2 separate regions of the Salmo salar genome follow, and region 2 is linked to region 1. Evidence: chromatin contacts called from public Hi-C data. All regions are on one chromosome and are shown on one strand. Each heading gives the region's core, a stretch centred on a gene start, on an enhancer-like site or on the middle of the called end of the contact. The rest is flanking DNA. Distances are from core to core; before and after follow the strand shown.

The links. Hi-C and Micro-C count contacts between places; a contact is called where the count stands out from the background.
Region 2: a contact with region 1 is called in a Hi-C map of muscle, with 2.3 times the contacts expected there. The contact joins the enhancer-like site here to the promoter of LOC106601584 in region 1. A contact is called at or near these places in 2 of 3 Hi-C or Micro-C datasets (gill and muscle).

Annotation. Positions count from the first base shown.
Region 1 is chrssa01:32,819,093-32,822,028 of Ssal_v3.1, reverse strand. It overlaps LOC106601584 (fermitin family homolog 2), which reads right to left and starts at 1,299. Exons shown (of 16, transcript XM_014193898.2): 1 at 977-1,299; 2 at 48-205. The coding sequence starts at 204.
Region 2 is chrssa01:32,865,378-32,868,580 of Ssal_v3.1, reverse strand. It overlaps LOC106601584 (fermitin family homolog 2), which reads right to left. Exons shown (of 16, transcript XM_014193898.2): 3 at 1,411-1,644. Among protein-coding and RNA genes, the nearest start is that of LOC106601584, 46 kb to the right of the region's middle. Within about 2 kb of position 1,285, at least 2 of the 13 cell types and tissues checked have an H3K27ac peak or open chromatin away from gene starts, as enhancers often do. A contact at or near this core is called in muscle, where this site is marked.

The sequences.
Region 1 (2,936 bases), core at 50-2,549:
AGCAGATCTGTACTAAAAGGAGTGTGACACCATTAAACATCTCTCACCGAGTTTCTCCGCGAGTTTGAGCATGACCCCACCAACGTGGATCTCGCCAGTGACCCTCAAAGACACATCCCTGTGGAGGTCTGTCACGTGCATCTTCAGTTCCCACGTCCCGTCGGCATAGCAGCCATCGGGCATCCGTATACCGTCCAGCGCCATCCTGCCACAAATCACAACAATTAGGAAAAATTGCCTAATAATAAACATTGTTCCATTCAACTGGTAGGAAAAATGTAAACCTGTTACCCTTGGATACATCAACGGATGTATCCAAATAGTTCGTGCCATAGGCTACATTCATTTAGTTTGTCATATGCAGGCTGAAAATGACTTGAGGACGCACAGGACCCTCACCACCATAGCCGATCAGTGTTAGTGTTTCGATTTGGGAAGATGTTGCGCTTCCATAACTTCAACAGTGTGTTTCCTTGAATCTAAGTCAAATGTATAAGTTATCTTATAGGCCATTTGAAGAATGCTTGTGATATCACTATACTTGTTTGGATGTAACAGAGGACGCAGTCAATTATTCAATAACCAAATGAGAACAAAGGGTAGGCTACAGGCCTAGTTATGGCAAGCTGAACAATAAGACTTCTCATTTGTGTGTTCACCTGCTTTTTCTAACGGTAAAGAGAGCCATTCAAAATATGAAGTTGATTACGTAAGCAGCCCCATGCAAGAAGTCATGAGCACACTAAATCTGGTCAACCAGTAAAACATGCCCATAAATTAGCTAAATTAAGTTTCATGAAGTAAAATGAAGTTAAACACCCGAATCATAATTTGTTTACCAGATATAACCAGTCTTTTAATGCGCAGTAGGCGTACAAAACTCAATTCCTAGCAGCAGAGTGCGCAAAATACTGACTAGGCTACATTTATTGCGAGCTGGGAGGACGAACATTTAAATCAGTTTGTGTCCACTCACCTTCTCAAATACACCAACCCAAATCCAAAAAGCCACTAAAACTTCCGAGGTTTCGATAGTCAACACGTTTTTTTTCTTCTAAATCATGTATCTAGGTCTGTTCAAAGAGAAAATCCCAAAGAACTCGTCCAAGTGAAGTATCCCAAAGGGTCTCCTCAGGCTTCAGCTAATGGAGTCCAGCCGTCTCTTTTTCGCCCTCCCTCTTTCCACCAGATAACGTCACTCATTACTCCAGCTCCAATCCGTCTTTTCCTTTCAAATAGTGCAGCAGGGCCTCTCTCCCAGCACGATCAGTGCTATCTGGGATCATTGGGGAGTCCCTATCCAACTGAAGTATAAATATAAAATGTTAAGGGTAGGAGTTAAGGTTAGGGTAGGGATATTCCAAGGAATCCGGATAGCACTACCCGACCGGTTATTCCCCCTGCTCCTACTATACTTTCTTTATCGGTCATTGGAAGGGGAATGTTATAATGTGACGCGGGAAATTACGCACAATGTAATTTATCATTTTTATTACGATCGGGTCCTTTTTTTCGCTGGTATTTTCTTGCCACTAGGCTTGGAGTTTCAATTATGTCCCCAAATACGCACTCTTACTTAGAAATACATTGGGAAAATTTAAAATATGATATTGTCGTTTTATTCCATGCTTTCACTCATTTGAGGAAATGTCAACAGTTTGGTAGGGAATAACAAGGGCATATCCGCTGCTGCATACCTTTTATGGAAATAGTACGGAGCTTACGGTGGTACATCCGGTGACCGCTATGGGGCCTACAGAATTGCACACAATTACTCATTTAGAAAACACGTTTTAAAGTCCTATCCAACTATCAAATCCAGAGACGGAGCCCACTGGTCTAAAATACAATGTTGCACTATGTCGCTCTCACTGTAAATATGCTACAAAGTGTCCAGTGACTGAAATAAGATTTGGATAGGCCTAGCTACTGCTCATTCATTTCAATTCATTAAATGTAATGGCAAAATGTAGATTTCCGCCTAAATAGGCATACCCAAAAGTAACTGCTATTCATGTGTAACTACATGATTGTGACATGCAAACATTTGGAAAGAAGACATCTGGGAGACTATGAGGAAAGGATCAGAAGATAGGAGTTACATAGCTCAGAATACACAAGATCAAGCACACACAAAAATAACCTTTTTTTAATTTTATTTTGAAAGTCATCTTTCATTGACAAGCTATAAGTGAATTATTTTTGACTAGAGCTGGAAACACATCAGATGGCTTCCACAACGTGAACAATATCAGTTTTTTTTTTTGAATGATAGACCTACAACAAGAAATTGGCAGCTGTTTTAGTAAGTGGTGTCAAGTGCACTAGCGGTTCTGGGGGGGTAGCAGGGGGGGCCAGTGCCCCAGTGACAACAATTTTGGACCCCCTTGTGGCACATTTTTGCTATCCTTCTTATTTACATCCGTTATTAGACAGTGGCAACGATGATGATTATGAACATGGTCTTTTGCCTGGTAATGCAGTGAAGAAAACGATATGACAACAATAACGTCTAATGTAACTGGCACCTCTAACAGTACAACTGGCCCCAGCTTGGCCCACTTTTTTTGCACACTGGATGTTAAAAGGTTCTAGACCTTGCTTTGTCCCACCCAGGTCAACTGCATAGCCCTGGAAAGCATATCTCATTGACTACAATACTGTCAAGGTGCCAAAGTAGCCACTTCCGTGGAATTGATGCCTACAGCGCATAAGCGGGCAACATCATATTTTTGATGCGCAAAGATATATAGTCACTCGGTGGATATTCGATGTTGCCACTAAGTCATACACCAATAACATTGGTAATAGGCTAGATCTGTTCCTACCGGCCTCAGGATTAATTTGATACCTCCCCTGTAGCTATAGCTCAAACACAGACTAAATCAAAGTTTACTGTACCTTGTAAGATGTTTGTGGAAAACGTAGCATAAAAT
Region 2 (3,203 bases), core at 36-2,535, 47 kb before region 1:
GGAAAAACTTCCCAGTCCTTAACAATTACAAGCATACCCATAAATTGATCTATGCACCACTATGCATGAAAATAGGGAGAGTGGTTATCAGTAATGTATTGGATTTGCCCCAAACATAACACTTTCTATTCAGGACAAAAAATGAATTGCTTTGACACATTTTTTAGCAGTATTACTTTAGTGCCTTATTGCAAACAGGTGCACATTTTAGAATATTTTTTTTATTCTATACAGGCTTCCTTCTTTTCCCTTTGTCATTTAGGTTAGTATTGTGGAGTAACTACATTGTTGTTGATCCATCCTCAGTTTTCTCCTATCACAGCCATTAAACTCTGTAACTGCTTTAAAGTCAACATTGGCCTCATGGTGAAATCCCTGAGCAGTTTTCTTTCTCTCAGGCAACTGAGTTAGGAAGGACGCCTGTATATTTGTAAAGACTGGGTGTATTGATAAACCATCCAAAATGTAATAACTTCACCATGCTCAAAGGGATCATGCTAAACAAAATCATGCACACAGAGTGAGTCCATCTAACTTACTATGTGACTTGTTAAGCACATTGTTTCTGAAATTATTTAGGATTGCCATTACAAAGGGGTTGAATACTTATTGACTCAAGACATTTCAGCTTTTATTAATTTGTAAACATTTAAAAAAACTTAATTCCACTGACATTGGTTGTAGGCCAGTGACAAAAAATCTAAATGTAATCCATGTTAAATTCAGGCTGTAACAACAAAATGTAGAAAAGCCTTAAGGGTGTGAACACTTTCTGAAGGCACTGTATATTATGTATTTGTTGTGTTTTGTTACCCGTTTGGACCCCTGGAAGTATAGCCGGGGATCCTAATAAATAAAATAAAAATGAGACTGGCGTTTTCCTCCGAACTCTAGCTGACAGGGCCAGTGTCTGACCTTAGTGCTCGTCAGGGGGCAGGGCCTTGAGGGCTAAATCTGGACACAGTAATGTGTGTGAGATAATATCCATCTCTGAATGTGTGAGTCATTATGCGGTGCTAGATTGATCAACTCTGCTAGACCTGTCTGAATCCTGTTTAGTCAACAGACAGCGCTATTCCAAGGACAGGTCTAGCAGAGTCAAGGTGCCTGAACAGAAGTGGTGGTGAAGTGAGCGCTGATATCTGATAGCTCAGGCTCTGTTTGATAAACACAACAAAAGGCTGAAAGGAAAAAACAGCGGCAGACATGCCCGACTAGACTGGAGGTAGAGAACACTTCCAGAAGTTCATCTAAAAATAGCAAGAGTATTATGGCAAGGTTAGAGTGGACGAGAGGAGGTACCATCATGCTCAACCAACCTTATAGAAAGAGTATACACTGTAGACTATGCAGGACCTTTGGTAGGATAGGTGCATTATAGTTCGAGATGACAAAACATCTGTGACTTACTGAAAGTCTTGCAGATGTCGGACACGGCCTTGAAGACGCGGTCAGAGAAGTTGACCTTGACCTTCATGTGCTTCATGTTGGGCAGCTGCAGGCGCAGCAGCTTGTGCTGGGGGGTGAAGAGGAGCCGGGCGTCTGCCTGGATACCATACTTGTCCAGGGTCCAGTGGGTCTTCAGCAGCCACGTTTTCTTCTTCTCCCACCACAGAGCGTGGTCCGACCAGTCCTTCTTCACATCTGATGGGAGGAGAGAGTATTAGTTTGTCAGTCAGTCAGTAACCATCACTACATTTATTAGTTTGATACAGTGGCCAGAACAAAAATAAACTGGACGTCAGTGACCAGATAAACAAACTGGACGTCAGTTTAGTTGTCTGTTTCATAACTATCAAAAGAGTTGAGTAACACAAAACTGTACTGTGTAGGGAATTCATTCATGTCACTGCAATGACTGTTTTATGTCCTGCCTATGGCCAAACTACTAGATTTATACTAAACCAATGACGCTAAAGCCAACAGTCTTCATTCATTTAATTATGGTAAAACTAAATCGAGACAATGCAAATGAAAGGAGAAACCTCTGTGTCACTCTGACAGACTGATGGAACACGTTTAGGACCAGGTGGGTGCGGTTGAGAGTGTGAGGGCTTCTGGATTATTTCAAGAGGGAATGGGGAACTCAAAGTGAGGAGGAGAAGAGTGTGAAAGATGCCTGCTGTTTACGTGACATTGTGGGGATATTAGGTTCAAACCTCCCTCTTTGTTCCAGTCACACAGTGATCCCAGTAATGCCAGAGACATGCCACCCAAAACCCCTCACCTCCCAGCAGACTGTCTGACAGGGGTTCAAAACAATGACGTTGGACCTGGGTGTGTGCCTTTGTCTGTCATACTGCTTTCACATAGGATTTATGAATTTGAATATATCCACTGAGAATATACACCATCAAAAATAAACGTATTATTAATTAATTTATGCATGTCCTAAGAAACATAAGAATAATACAATATATTTTGAAATGAATAAAATAGCATATTTTGAGTTGAATTAGACCTGTTAAGGGCCTGTGCTGCCATTGTTGCGCCATCCAAATGAAATCAATAGGCCTACAGTACACTTGATTTGGTTACCTTATTGCATGCTAAATGTTTCTGATCACTGATAGATGAGCTATACCACCTCACCTCCACTTATTTTCCCAGTCAGAAACCAATTAACCAAATAGCCTATATAGACAGAGATTCAGTGAAACAAAATCACATTGATTGATTATCAGACCAGTCAGTTATGTCACATGCTTTTGGTTGGGAGTAGGTCTAGGCTACTAAGCGACAGTGAAAAGCAAAATAATCCACTTGTTAAGCTAAATAACATGGAAAAATGTTCTAATCAATGAGCACACTAGACAAGATGACCATGGGCAGCTCTCACCTCAACTAATATTTCCCAGGCTAACTGTAGTCTAACCAATAGCCAAATGGAGATTCAGTGGAAAAAAATAATAAAAAATAAAAAATTAAAAAATTAAACAAAAAATATCGGACATTTATTGATTTATCAAGACGAGTCCCCACGCTTGTCTCAAAGCAGTGTGATAGGCTGTCCCAATCAAAACAGTGCTGAAATCATCCTCATCATCCTCTAGTTGACCACACACGGGTAGGCTATTGCTTTAAATATATTACAAGGATTGGATGACTTTGGGAGTTTCAGTAAGCAACAATTGAATACATGCCTTCAATTGCCATTCACTGATATGCATTCCCACAGTAATTCTTTATGGATCCATCCAGTT